Linked DNA regions of Siniperca chuatsi: region 2 is linked to region 1. A link is a contact called in public Hi-C data. All regions are on one chromosome and are shown on one strand. The core of a region is the stretch at or near the end of the contact, and the rest is flanking DNA. Distances in the headings are between cores, read along the strand shown. Region 1 holds the start of LOC122871305. Region 2 holds the start of atp5f1c (ATP synthase subunit gamma, mitochondrial).

Region 1 (6,817 bases), core at 1,464-3,963:
ATGAGCACAGCCACCACAAGGAAGTAAAGTAATAACAATGTATAAAAATGCCTATAAGTAGGTGGCAGCAGCACAACGGCAGGAATAATCAGCAATAAAACTGCCAGAAGCCTCTCTGCCAGAAGCCTCTGCAGCATCATAGCATGCTAAGATTATTAATCACACAAAGACTGAACAGACCAAAAAAGTAACAATATGCATAAAAGTCCTTAATAAAAGCAACAAGGAAGAGAGTGGTGTCAAGCCGAGCTAAACAACTGGAAAAAACATCTAATTGTGATTATTTTTAACCATTTACAATTACAACCTAAATTATATAAATTTCCCTTAAATTACACTCCAGGTCTGTATACAGTAAGTGTTGTACATAGAAGGCCATCAGACATTTACCTAGAATAACAATATAAAAAGGATAAATGATATTGCTGTTGCTCTTTGCCTGGTGAGGACGACACCAGTCCTCCCAGGGCTTTCTTTATCAAATCACTCAGCCAAAGAAAAGTCAGCTTCAAACTAAACTTAGTTTATCTATTGAAAAATATGCAGATTTAGCTCACATTTAGTAAGAGTTTACATTAAAGTTATACTTGTTTTTACAAAATACTTCTCAGAAGGAATCATAATGGCATTCAAAATGTGTTTTATTAACTGATAACAGTTACATAGTTGTCAAGCATAAAATGATGACATGGTATGCTTAAATCTTTACTGTTTGTAAAGTCATTGACTCTGGACATCCACCTAGCTAGCTGATAATTCCACATCTGAAAATCATTTCATCAGTTAGTCTGTTTAACCAATCAGAAGACTCACCAGCTAGAGGTAATTGTTCAGCCCTAACTGTAACACCACATACAGTATACCCCGCTTTCAATTTGAGGAGGTAGTTTAAACCCAAAATGACTAACAGTCGGGCCAACTAATAAAGCTGCGAGAGAAGCAGCAGGGAACACGGCAAAAACCTGATTTTTCTAACACAAAGCTGTCCTGAAACATGCAAAGCTGCATGAGCAGCAGCAGTGGTGGCCGCAAGTGTTTGAGTTTGCAGTGCTAACAGGCAACCCCCAAAACAACAGCATCAATCTGCTGCAAAAGCCATTCAGCCCGTACCACTCAAACATGATAATTCAGATATCAACACCAGGTGAACCAAAAATATGAAAGTATCATAATGTACGTAAACAACAACCAAAAGAAAAACAGTCTCCATGTTGAGTTTCCTATGAAGTGCATATTGCAGTAGAATAATTGTATTGATGGGCACTGTGCAAGAAAACAGTCATAAGCATCCTTAAAGCCGGCATGCAACAACCCACAACAAAACAAACTGCTGCACAATCACTTCAGCTCATTACACTAGTAATACTCAAACATGATGATGATTCATATTTCACCACCATGTAAATTCAATGGCTTGAAGGCCTCATAATGCACACAAGAAACAACAACCAAAAGAAAAACAGTCTCAAGTGCCATACATTATTATTCTCATCACAATTAACAACAACCGTATACAAGCAGAAATGAGCAGCTAGCAGATCCCAAAAATAAAAACAGCAGCGTCAGAATCTTCATAGCTTTTGCCAAGCACACAAACAGCGACTGAGCAGGACCAAGGCAGCAACACATATTAGAAATCAGCACTTACCTTACTGAAGTGAAGCAGTGATCCCCTGGCATCTCAGCCACACATGGGCCTCAAGTTTGAAGTGAGCATTTGAGGCCAACATGTCAGATCACCATTAGCACATGGATATGAGCTTATGGTTGGCAATGAGTGCAACTGAGTGTTGCAGTAGTGTAAACCATAGAGTAGGAGCTCTAATGCTTTGCTTAATATGAAGTGTGTAGAAAAAATGTGAATGCGACAACCTATGTTGTGTGACAAAAGCCATGTTGAGTTTCCTATGAAGTGCATATTGCAGTAGAATAATTGTATTGATGGGCACTGTGCAAGAAAACAGTCATAAGCATCCTTACAGCCGGCATGCAACAACCCACAACAAAACAAACAAACTGCTGCACAATCACTTCAGCTCATTACACTAGTAATACTCAAACATGATGATGATTCATATTTCACCACCATGTAAATTCAATGGCTTGAAGGCCTCATAATGCACACAAGAAACAACAACCAAAAGAAAAATAAGTTCAGTCAGTACAAGAAATTAATCCACAGTAAATGGTAATGCAAATACTGCACATAGCAAGACGAAAGCAGCAGCCAGCAAACACCAAGACATAAACAACCATCTCTGAGACAAAACAGACAGCAGCATCAGAAGACAAGCACACAAACAGCAACTCATGAACTCCCAACATAAATGCTAGCAAAAGCAGCTCCTACCTAGCTGAAGTGAAGCATTCATCTCTGGCATCTCTGCAGAGCTTTTTGGGATCCAAACAGCCAACAATAGGAAAGGAAACTCTGATATGATGAAGAGCCAGCACAAACTTCCTCCTCAAAGAAGTCCTGAGGCAACATGTGAGACTGTTGGTGACTGGCTGGCTGACTGGCTGGCACTCACTGGCTGGCTGGCTGGCTGGCTGGCTAGCTAGCTAGCTAGCTTAAATGCCTCATGAACATTAGTATCTCTAGTATGAAGTTTTTCCCTTGAAAAAAACAGTTAGCCTTAAGCTTAGCTGGGTTAATTGACAGGTTGGCTTGATGGCAGCCAGGGCGAGCAAACAGTGGGCAGGGCAAACACAGTTTAAGTAGCCCTTAGTGCACTGGGGGTGCGTTTGATATGTTGCAGCCAGTAGAGTTTATCATGTGACTGAAGTAGCACGCTCCATTCAGTTTAAATTGAAGCTGCTGAACACCAATATTCACTCTGGAATCACAGCCAGTATCTTTATTTTGCCATTTTTATGCCAAATAAATAAAAAGATTACAAGTGGATACTGTTGCCACTAAATATTATTCCTGTCATGGGGGAGGGGCTTATGGAAAACTATTCACAATCTAATCTTGAGGACACTGATGCTGTGTCAAAACTCATTCATTCACTATTGCCTTCATTCCCATTTTGTCTATATCGTTAAAAGATCAATAAAGGAATGTCCATGACAACATTTAAACAAGGATGGAGATTTTTTTATAAAGCAGATTGTTAAATTAGACAAATGATATGTAACATATGTATGTATGTGTGTGTGTGTGTGTGTGTGTTTTACAGACAGATAAGGTTTTGAAATCCTTTTTGTTAATAGAAAATTCACCAGTTCTAATGTATCAGTGACAGGTGACATGTGTAATGTTGCATAACTGGAATTTTGACATGTATGAAAGGCAAAGCATTTTCTAAGGTCTAAGAATAGAAGGGGGTCATATGTTATCCAGTTTGTAAATCCCTCTGAGGGGGTTTACAAACAAAATGGACTTGAAATTGACATTGCGTTGTGGGATTTTTAGCTAAAAGTTTCTGTGTGCTGTGGAATGTCTTGGTGGCTTAGTGCTTATGATACATACTGTGTACCTGTTCAATTCTGGCCAAACAAAAAAACAAGTTTTTGTGCACTCTGTAGAGACTACACTTTTCATTCCATAGTTGTAATTTTGGGGAGAGAGGGGGGGTTATGGCATGCAACAAAGGTACCTTGCCGAAACTGAACCAGGAACGTTGGGTTATATGATATACAACTTAATAGGCCGCCCCTGCAGTACAGTTGCAAGCATTTTACACATGGAATTTGGACACTCAAATATAATGGGAGAAAGTGCAGTAGGTAGCATGTAGAGAGGGATGTAGGACATAGCCTCCACTGAAACTCAGACTCATTAAATTCTCTCATGTAGGCTAGCAGCTTATTACAGAAATATCAGGTAGGTGTCACTAATGTTTTCACATAGTTACACCAATGGAGCTGGTTTTGTGGAAAATCATGAAACATCCATCGCATGTGAAGTAGATGACTTTACTAGCCAATATTTGATTAAATATCAGTCCAACCTAACTTCATAATCAAAAATCATAATCTTCCAAATTCCACTACATTAGACATCATATTATGCTAAACTTTTGTCTCAACTATACTCTGTTGCAGTGACTGAATGACTGCTGTTAAATGTATTAGTTGTGTTCCATTGCTACGTTGTGGTAGATGTGAGTTGTGTCAGTGGTCGCGGTTGCGTCGGTGGCATCTGTCCTGGCAGTGGCTCTCTGATTGATAGGCCTGAGCACAGAGGGGCAGTGGGAGATGAAGAGAGGTCTGATAGCGGGCCGCCAGATACTCCCTGATTCACTGTGTGTCAGATACTGATAACACCGAGACTCAGAGAGAGAAAGGCAGAGAGGGTCTGTGAGGGAAGTAAGAAGAGAAATAAGGGCATACGTGAATACTTGGAAGGGAAGAGGAGGGAAGAGAGGGGAAAAAGAGATACTTTAGCTGTCACGTCAGGAGAGAGTGTGGAGTATGGGATTGTGGCCAGTAGCTAATTTCAGCACACTGACAAATCGAGGTGTGAGTCCCATTGCTCTCGACTTCACGTTGTCATGCGGACAAGCCTCCTCACAACATGCTCTTCCTCCTTCGTCTCTCCTTTTCAACTCTCCATTGCTCTTTCTCATCTATTTCTCCTCTCTGTCTCTGGGAGTGTGTGTGTGTGTGTGTGTGTGTGTGTGTCCTTGTCCTGGTTTTTATTAATAACTATCTGTGGGAGATGAAATAAAGGCGGTGTGTTTTTATGTGGTTGGCGTGGTCACAGTGCTGTCATTGTAATGTATGTCTTCTGATAGCACTTTGAGGGGGAAAAAATGGAGTGCACCTTCCTCTCCTCTTTCTGCAGCTTCAGTGTATCAATAGCATCACTCTTCTCACCTCCCCCCCTTCTTCTTTCTCTCTCTCTTCTGTCGCAATCTATCCACTTTCCCATTTTTTTCTCAGATGCCCCAACCTTATCTACCCATTTTATCTCCCTCCAGTTTTCGGCGCCATTTCTCCTCTTCTTCGCCTGTCGCTCATCCTGGTGTCACCAGGTTTTCTGTCGCCGGGGGAAGATGGCAAAAGGTTTCAGGAGGAAACCAACTCAGTCAGGAGGTCACTGATGACGCACATGTGCACACAAACGTGCTGTACAGTGCACCTGATGGTCACGAGTCATTTAGTTTTCAAAATAGATGAACATTTTTGAGGCATACCTGTCCATCACGCTGGCAATCCCGCTCAGACATCTGATCGATGCTGTGAATGCTTGAGGCAGCATTCCACAAATGAAAACCACACCTGAGCGTGTCACATGCTCCTCATCCACACGCAACACCTGCAGGAAGTAAAGTACATGCTAGCGATGTGGTTTCAACCTTGTGACATCTTACATGTGTGTCATCAGCTCAAACTCTGTGTGACCCTCCCTGTCTGAACGAGGTGTCTGCACCAGCGTGTGTGCCTTTGCACTGAACCTGACATATAATATTATTGACCATATTGACCCTGGTCTCAGCTGTTTCACTATCAGCATTTTATAGTGGTATTGATGTTTAAAAATTAACTTATTAACTCATTTAAACTGGACTCAGCAGAGGGAACATTAGTTTAAAGCACAAGACTAAATGAACGTATTTTCAGGATTTGGTTTCAGGTTGGTTCTCCTAAAGAGGATTCGACTGTGGAGATTATTGAACCAGTAAAGCTCACAGAAATTGTCCTTTTTCTCTTTATTTTTTACCTGTGATTAGAGTTCTCCATGCTTCTGTTATCTATCAGCAGAAAGAAAATGCAGCTCTGTGGTTTGTCATAGTACCGAAGATTCTGTTGAAATTACATCTAACGACCAACCAGCTCAGATTATGATTTTATATTTATCATTCAAGAACCATTGTGCAGGCTTAACTGCTGTCTGGACTTTTAATGTGATACTAAATTTTGACTTCTTAAAGATTCGACTTTGGTAATCATCATATGGATTGAGTTACACACAGGGGATTTTAGGATGTGCATTCAACTCCTGCTTTAAACCACTTAATATCCTTACTACTTAAAATGTACCAAAGGTCTAGTGTTGAATAGATCGGTTTGCCAGTATACTGGGATTGTGTTTATGTACTGTATGTGATTTTAGAGATATGATCCAGCTTGCTTTTATTACATTTGTAATGTATTATTGATCAATTCTATATTGCCTGTCTATGGGAGGCCTTTACTTTACATCAAGGTTATGAAATGTGACAGTTTTTTAGACATCTATATTGCACATAAATGCTGTTTCAATGACTATATTTTAACATGCTTTTCACTGAAATATAGTAATTGAAAAGTAATTGAAAAGACAATAATATATGACCAGATGTCTAAAATACTGATACATTTAGTCTGATTTTAGACTGATCTGTCAACCTGCAAATCACCACACACTTGTTTCAATCAGAAAAATAGCCCAAAGTAGATTTATAATTTGGCAGTTGGCATCCTCAATCCAAGAAATATTGGTACCAGCTTTCAAAAACTTATTTAGATTGAATCCTCCAAACAACAATTTGTTATAAACTCCATACCATTGGAGACCAGTTTGGCAGGTGAGGGTAAGTACAGTGTGGTGGTCTACAGGGTGGAGGTTGAAGACTAGAGGATGTGCTCTGTGTTGCGCATCGATCAGCAGGAGATGGAGGTCTGACTCCCAGCCCAGTGTTGTGTTGGCCTGCCCTAATTGATGTAATGAATGTGATTAGGTACTATCTGAGGGATCACAGAGCCTGGCCTTTTTCCTTATCTCCCAATGCTTCCTGGGCCCTACAGAGTGGACCAATAATGCATCAGAATGGGGGGAGATGGACTGACTAAAGCCTTAAGATGGAGGAGTTGCCAGACTCTCATC
Region 2 (6,817 bases), core at 3,078-5,577, 310 kb before region 1:
ACATGTGACAGGTACAGTTTTTTGGCAGATGTGAGAACAGCCCGAAGCCCAGAAATACTTACAGAGTCGAGCGTGAGTGTAGCGCTGAAATTTTTTTCGTCTATTCCCTCCAGCAGAGCCTCTGTGTCTCTGTACGGACCGTTCAGGATCAAAACCCGTTTACCTGCAGGAAGTTTGATAACAAGATGCTGAGGAGGATAGAAAAACACAGCTGAGGTACATAACGTTTCCACCTCAAGACGGTGATCAGTTTGATACAACTATATTCAATAATGTGTAGAACGTTTTTTGCAGTTTATAAGGGTTAAAGAGTTTTGGTGGTTCACCTGGTGCAGGTATGACCGTCTCTACATGATTCTGGTCCAATTTCAGTTTGTCTCCGGAGTCGATCATCTTCACCACTGCTCCATATTTGTCCCGCACCTCCTGCAACAAAAGTATCCACGGCTATTAGCAACCTAGGTCTTCTTTCTTTTCCCCCACATGCACATTAACATACTCTCACCCAAAATAAATACAAAGCAATATTACCATGACGACAGCCTTCTTCTTGTGGTACTTCTCTCCCAGTCTCTTGGTGATAACTTTGACCACAATGTTGGGCTGCAGCCAGTAATCTGTTCTGACTGACTGCTGATGCTGCTTCTTCTTCTTCTCCTCCATCTGAACAAAAAGCATGGCAACTCCCTTCAGAACACCCAGCTGGAATAAATGCAAACTCATTATCACATATAAAAGACGAGACAAAATCATCTTCCCCACCTCCATGATCTCCTCCAGAGCAGACTTCTTCTTCTTCTCCGCCCTGGAGTCTAAACCGGAGGAAGTGTCTTTCCTCTTGGTTGAGGAGGATGATGATGATGCTGCTGCTGCTGCTGCTTTGAGAGCACTAGCACCCAGTACAGAGCTACAGGGAGACACAAACAGTTTTGGACAAAATTAATAAATAAAAATAATTAAATTATAGCCGCTTGATAATTAGGCAGCAGAATTAGCAACCTGCACAGAGACGTTTGTACCTCGATTTGGAAGGACCGGCTACAGATGAAGAGGCGCCCAGATTGAAAGCAACTGCAGAAAAATAAATGAGAGTGAGTAGAAAGAAATGCATGAGAAATTAAAGCTTACATGCTAACGGTTCTTTAACCTGAAAATTACAGTGTCTGTCTGCAATTTCACAGTTTTATTTACTTCATGCAGAGAACAAGTAAAAGGGAAATGTGACTGATCCCAAAAAACAAACAAACAGAACACTAACCTTTTTCTTCTTCACTCTCACGTTTCAGCTCTGTGAAAACTGGAGTTTCCTACACAGTAAAATACACAAAATATTATTTAGAAGTCACGTGTCTATTGATCTTCAATGAGCATGTGCGAAGCTGAAGTCTGTCCTGCTGGAACTCACTTCTGGCTCCTTGCCGTCCCGGCCTCTGCGGACCTGCTCCTCGATGAACCTGGCGCTCCTCTCCTCGTCGTCCAGGTCCTGCTTCTTCTTCCTCGCCTGCTCCTCTTGGCGGCGGATTGTCTCCGGGTCACGGTCGATGTACTGGACGTACCAGCCTTTAGGGGTTTCGTCAACCTTACAGAAACCTAGCAGTAACATTCAGCAAAGTATTACACATTTAAAATAGTCCCTCTTTAATGTAGCAGCACCCGCACTCAGTTTGGTTTCTGTCTGATGGCTAAAATGATATATTTACAAATATTTGGGCTTACATTTCTTTTTGGTACCAAATCAGTTGTATTTCATACCAAAATCATGTCCATGATTCAGTTAAAGAGACAGAAAAGATGTAATTTTTTTCCATTTACACGATCGACATGTAGTGTTTTCAAGGTTATTGGGCAAACTGACTTGTTTATTAAGTAGGCATGTATTTTACAAGCTTGCTCCCAATGTTTTTCTTAATCTGTCATTCATTTCATTCAATTCAACATTAATTTCTTCAATATTAACCCCCTAATTTCTAACCATTTTCTTTCTTTCCACTTTTTTTATCCTTTCAATTTACATTTTTTAAATTGTTAACTTCCATTTTTGAGTTGCTGGGATTCAACCACTTCATGGTGACTTGTTTCACAGCAGCTTTTCAAAGGATCTGACACAGATACTTCAAGATATTCTTCTGCCTTTGCCATAAACTCTTTAACATTTTACATTTAATATTTACTTAGTATTATATATTATGTACTTTATTTACTTAATATTGTAATTCTGCTACTTCCGTCTGCTATGGAAGCTATTGCATATCCGTTTGTCTGAGAAAAGAAGTTCCCTTCCTAAATGCTTCAGGAAGAACCTTTCTGGGTGGATGTTAGGGGGGGAAACCAGATGTTAAGCCCAGTTTACCTTCTCTGCCCAGCCACTTGGTGAAGTCAGTGAGAGTCTCCCACTGTGTGGAGTTCATGTGGACGTGCTCTCTGTGGCTGATGTATTCATTGTAGACAATGTTGTTGTGCACTCGCTTGGTCCCTGCAGATGGGGGGAAGAAAAAGAACAAAAAAAATGACCAAACTGAAACAGTTTCTCAGTGCTGCTAGTAAACAACATCTGGATAATCTGTGGGAAATCAGTACTCACCAAAACGTCTGCTGAGCAGCTCCAGGAAGTCGTTTTTGAACTCACTGGGAGAAAGGAAACAAGAATGAACTCTCCCATCTGAAGTACACCACTAACATGCTTTGCTTTTCATGAAACTGCAGCTAACGTTAAACACACACACACACACACACACACACACACACGGCGTCATAAAGGAACTTACTCAGAGAAGTAGTCCATGAACTTGTTCGGGTCTTCTGAGGCCAGCAGCAGCTGCCTCTGGTGAGACTCAGACATGCAGTGACATTTGAAGCCGTTCTGTCAAACAAACAGCAAAGATAAATAGCTCAAGTTCAAAATATCAACAGCAACAACTAATAAACAAAATAAGAAGACGGATTTAATGATCATCTCACCTCATCGCGGCATTGTTTTTGACACATCTGACAATACCATCTCAACTTCTGCAGACCTTTGGATTTGATCCGGTTGGCTATTGCCTTGGGGGACAGAAAATCTGCTTTTCCCATTCTGACCGACTACAATAACCATACAAGACCGTCCGTTTATCTGTTAATAACACTTAAAGTGATAAAAAGTCTGCTCGAATCACGGTTAGAGCTAAACCATGAACACCATCACTATTAACGTAAACAGCTTCCGCGTGTGTAGCGTCATAATCTCGCGTGAAAGATTAAAACACGCGATAACATTAGTTGCGTTCCCGGACTCATTGTAAACTTCGTATTTTACCAAATGTGTCGTTGTGATTTATTAAGTTACTAAAACATTTAATTAAATTTCTGGAACAAACTTACTTAGCCCCAGTTTGTGGCTCCCGTGTGATTGTGGATTGAGATTTTTGTATTGATGATTACATTCAGGTCGCAGAACTTATAAAGTTTGTTATTTCTCAGTGATAAATGCAAGCCAACTTTAGAAAAAGACCTGTAATGTAATGAAAAACTGCACAATTAGGAACATATTCATCAATTTCCCAAGTTGCAACTGTTATTATTTTGTAAACCAAACAACCAGCGAGATTACACAAGATAAATGTTATATAAGAAAATATTTAAAAAATGGAAATTACATTTTTATTTTTGATAAATCTGCATGTAAAACGTTAAATGTCGACAGTGCGTCGTACAAAATGGGCATGGAGATACCTGTGTCACGTCCGGCTGCCATCTTGGCTAATCAGAAGAGTCGTAACTTTGGAAACGAGATAAAAAATGTCTTTACTGCAGGAATACTCTTTAATACAGGTGGATATAGGAGTTTTTGAGGATTCTGGATGTACCTTCAAAACGACGGTAAGTGTTTTGAAACGACCTGTGGGGGTTTTCAAAGTTGGGCTTGTTAATTTTTTAAGTAAAGCAGGTGTGTATTTTAATTGACTATTCTAATGCTCTTCAATTTTCATGCAGTAGCTACAGACATTTTGGCAGATGGCATAGATATTTTAATGTTGACAGAATATTTAACTTGGAACACGAATATGGAAAAGTTTAAGCCAGAGTTTACATTACAAAGCTATATATGTAGTGTAGAGGAAAATTAGACAATTAGTTGGTCAATAAAGCATGAACAAAACTGGAAATTTAATAATTTACATCAAGAATAGAGTGAAATTTAACATGTTTTTAAATGGGGTTTTATATGAGTAACATTCGACATTTTTACAAGAAATAACAAAAGCACTAAAAGGATCATTTAAGTTTTTGGAGACATTATGGCTTCGTTCATATGTGTGAAACGCATCTGTACGGAATTTCTGGCAGTCCGTGAAGAGAGCATTCGTCCATTTTGCCTTTATCTTGCGCCTGCGCAGTCCTGCGAGTCTGACCTTCATCGGAGTAATCATGTTCGCCAGGACCAGCGCGTTGGTGTTCGCCCCACAATGGTAAAGTCAAAAATATTTAAATACTTTTTTTTTTTTTACAGCAACCTTTTTAATTGTATTTTTATATGTACTTCATGTATATATCTGATTAGAATAAGTGTGCGTCTTCTATCTGTGATGCATGCAGTTATTGCAAGGACATGCTAACTTGGAGGCCGCGGCTAATGAATGACAGCGGTGTGGTGCACTGTGAAGTTCAGCCGGATAGAAGCTAAAGCTAGCTAAGCTAAAGCTAGCTAAGCTAAGCTGACATTTACTTGCCAAAACGTTATGACATTGTGCGAGAGGCTAGTGAAGAGAGTGAACACTTCACCAATTAATGTCTCTGAGCAAATAATTTGTCTACATTGTCGAACACACATCAGTAACAGCGATATCGTTAGTTAGAGTTAACAGTCAACGCTTTTTCTGTGTAGTGAGTAACGTTAACTTACTAAGCTAGCTGACTCTAGCACACTTGCAGAGCTAGCAAGCAACAAAGTAAATGTTCACTTTTTAAATAAAAAATTAAATTTAGTCTATGCTAACTTGACGTTTAACTAGAAGCTACTGTTGATGTTAGACTTTGTTAATAATGCTGTTACATGTTGATAATGCTTGCAGCTTAAGCTCACATGCACTATTTCTGTTCAGTGGGCAGGTCAGGAACATGGCTACCCTGAAGGACAGTAAGTACTTTTGTATACTACTCTGTTAATATGAAAAGACAACAGCTTCAAAACATATTACAGACACTAATGTCACACTGATAACACCCCAGATGCAATATCTAAATGGTTTCTGCCAAAATCTGATGGGGAAATGTCAGACTCAACTCCATAAGTCTGTACAGGGTTTGTAGTAAGACACAAGCTGCAAAACATGGTTTTGATATCTCTTATAAATCTACTGCAAAGTGTTTTACATGAGACCTACCTCCTACTAGTTTAAAAAGATCTTAACTTGATCATACTCGCTGTGTCTATTTTGGTGGACAGTGATTATGCAGGCAACTGGAGAACTGATTTATAAGATGAAACATTTAAACAAGTGATGCTGAATTGCAAAACCTATCCTAGTGATTCACAAAAAGTTGTTAGTGTTCAATAAAGTGTGCATGTTTGCCCGTAAAAGGATCGTCAAGTTGCCAGATATGTGAATATAGTTTAGTGTGCTGTTCTCTCGTGTGTAGCATGTACCACATTTACATCACCGTAGTTGATTGTATAACTCATACTGGTGTTTAGAGTGAGTAATATCCTCTTCTCTCTAGTCACCCTTCGGTTGAAGTCCATCAAGAACATCCAGAAAATCACCAAGTCCATGAAAATGGTGGCCGCTGCCAAGTATGCTCGTGCTGAGAGGCAGCTGAAGCCAGCCAGAGTCTACGGCACTGGTGCTGTGGGTATGTACACCACATTGTCTCTCACTTGGTATAATTAGGATTTTACTCTTGATAGTGTGTTAAATTTTTTTGACCCTGAACTAAGATTCCACTGTTTCCTGTCTGCTCTCCAGCCCTGTATGAGAAGGCCGACATCAAAGTGCCGGAGGAGAAGGCCACCAAGCATTTGCTCGTTGGTGTGACTTCTGACCGTGGACTCTGTGGTGCCATCCACTCTGGTGTGGCCAAGGTCATTAAGAGTGAGATCGCCACCCTGACCAGTGCTGGCAAGGAGGTCATGGTGATCAATGTGGGAGACAAGCTGAGAGGCCTGCTGCACAGGTACGAAAGGAAATGGAGCCTCCTAAAGTTAATCTTCATAACATGAATGAAAGCCATGAGTCAGATCCAGTGTTGTTTTACTGAGCAGCTATTTAGTTGATGTATGATGATATTTAGCTGGTGTGTTGTGGGGGGGGGCTCAGAATTACTAACTGTAGTAAGTGACTGTAGTTTTCCCGTTCGCAGTGTTGGTAATAGCCACTTGCATACTAGCTATTTTACAATTTTAGCAATCATTTTATTATGTAGAAGTTTACATTACAGTAATAATTAGATTATTTTAATTGCTTTGGCATAAAAGCTGACAACAGGGAAGCTCAGCATGCTTCACTCAGTCGAACCCTAATAGATTAATGAACTGTTTCTGATGCAGATTTTTGGAAAAGGAGGTGAAATTAATTTCTCATTCAATATTACATTTTCTCCGCCTCTTCTAGAACTGGGCCGGGTGAAACAATAATTAGCTCAGAGTTTAATTACGTCTTTCTCATGGGAACGGTTTGATTTTTATTTTATTTATTTATTTATTTTAAATGGGGTTATGGGCATGAAAAAGTTGAACCTGATTCAGATCATCATTGGACTCTAAATCACAATTCATATTTAGCAAAAATCTAAATATAGAATCTATAGATCAAAGAATTAAGTGTACAGGTGATGATTA

What was found. Hi-C and Micro-C count contacts between places; a contact is called where the count stands out from the background.
Region 2: a contact with region 1 is called in a Hi-C map of an unstated tissue, with 4 times the contacts expected there. The contact joins the promoter of atp5f1c here to the promoter of LOC122871305 in region 1. A contact is called at or near these places in 2 of 3 Hi-C or Micro-C datasets (liver and an unstated tissue).

Annotation. Positions count from the first base shown.
Region 1 is chrLG23:4,088,079-4,094,895 of ASM2008510v1, reverse strand. It overlaps LOC122871305, which reads right to left and starts at 2,713. Exons shown (of 4, transcript XM_044186263.1): 1 at 2,351-2,713.
Region 2 is chrLG23:4,396,048-4,402,864 of ASM2008510v1, reverse strand. It overlaps atp5f1c (ATP synthase subunit gamma, mitochondrial), which reads left to right and starts at 4,327. Exons shown (of 9, transcript XM_044186258.1): 1 at 4,327-4,448; 2 at 5,082-5,116; 3 at 5,701-5,832; 4 at 5,946-6,153. The coding sequence starts at 4,408. kin (DNA/RNA-binding protein KIN17) reads right to left here and starts at 3,224. Exons shown (of 12, transcript XM_044186252.1): 1 at 2,959-3,224; 2 at 2,766-2,860; 3 at 2,582-2,625; 4 at 2,351-2,473; 5 at 1,406-1,590; 6 at 1,259-1,307; 7 at 1,020-1,071; 8 at 763-907; 9 at 532-663; 10 at 327-426; 11 at 63-163. The coding sequence starts at 3,072.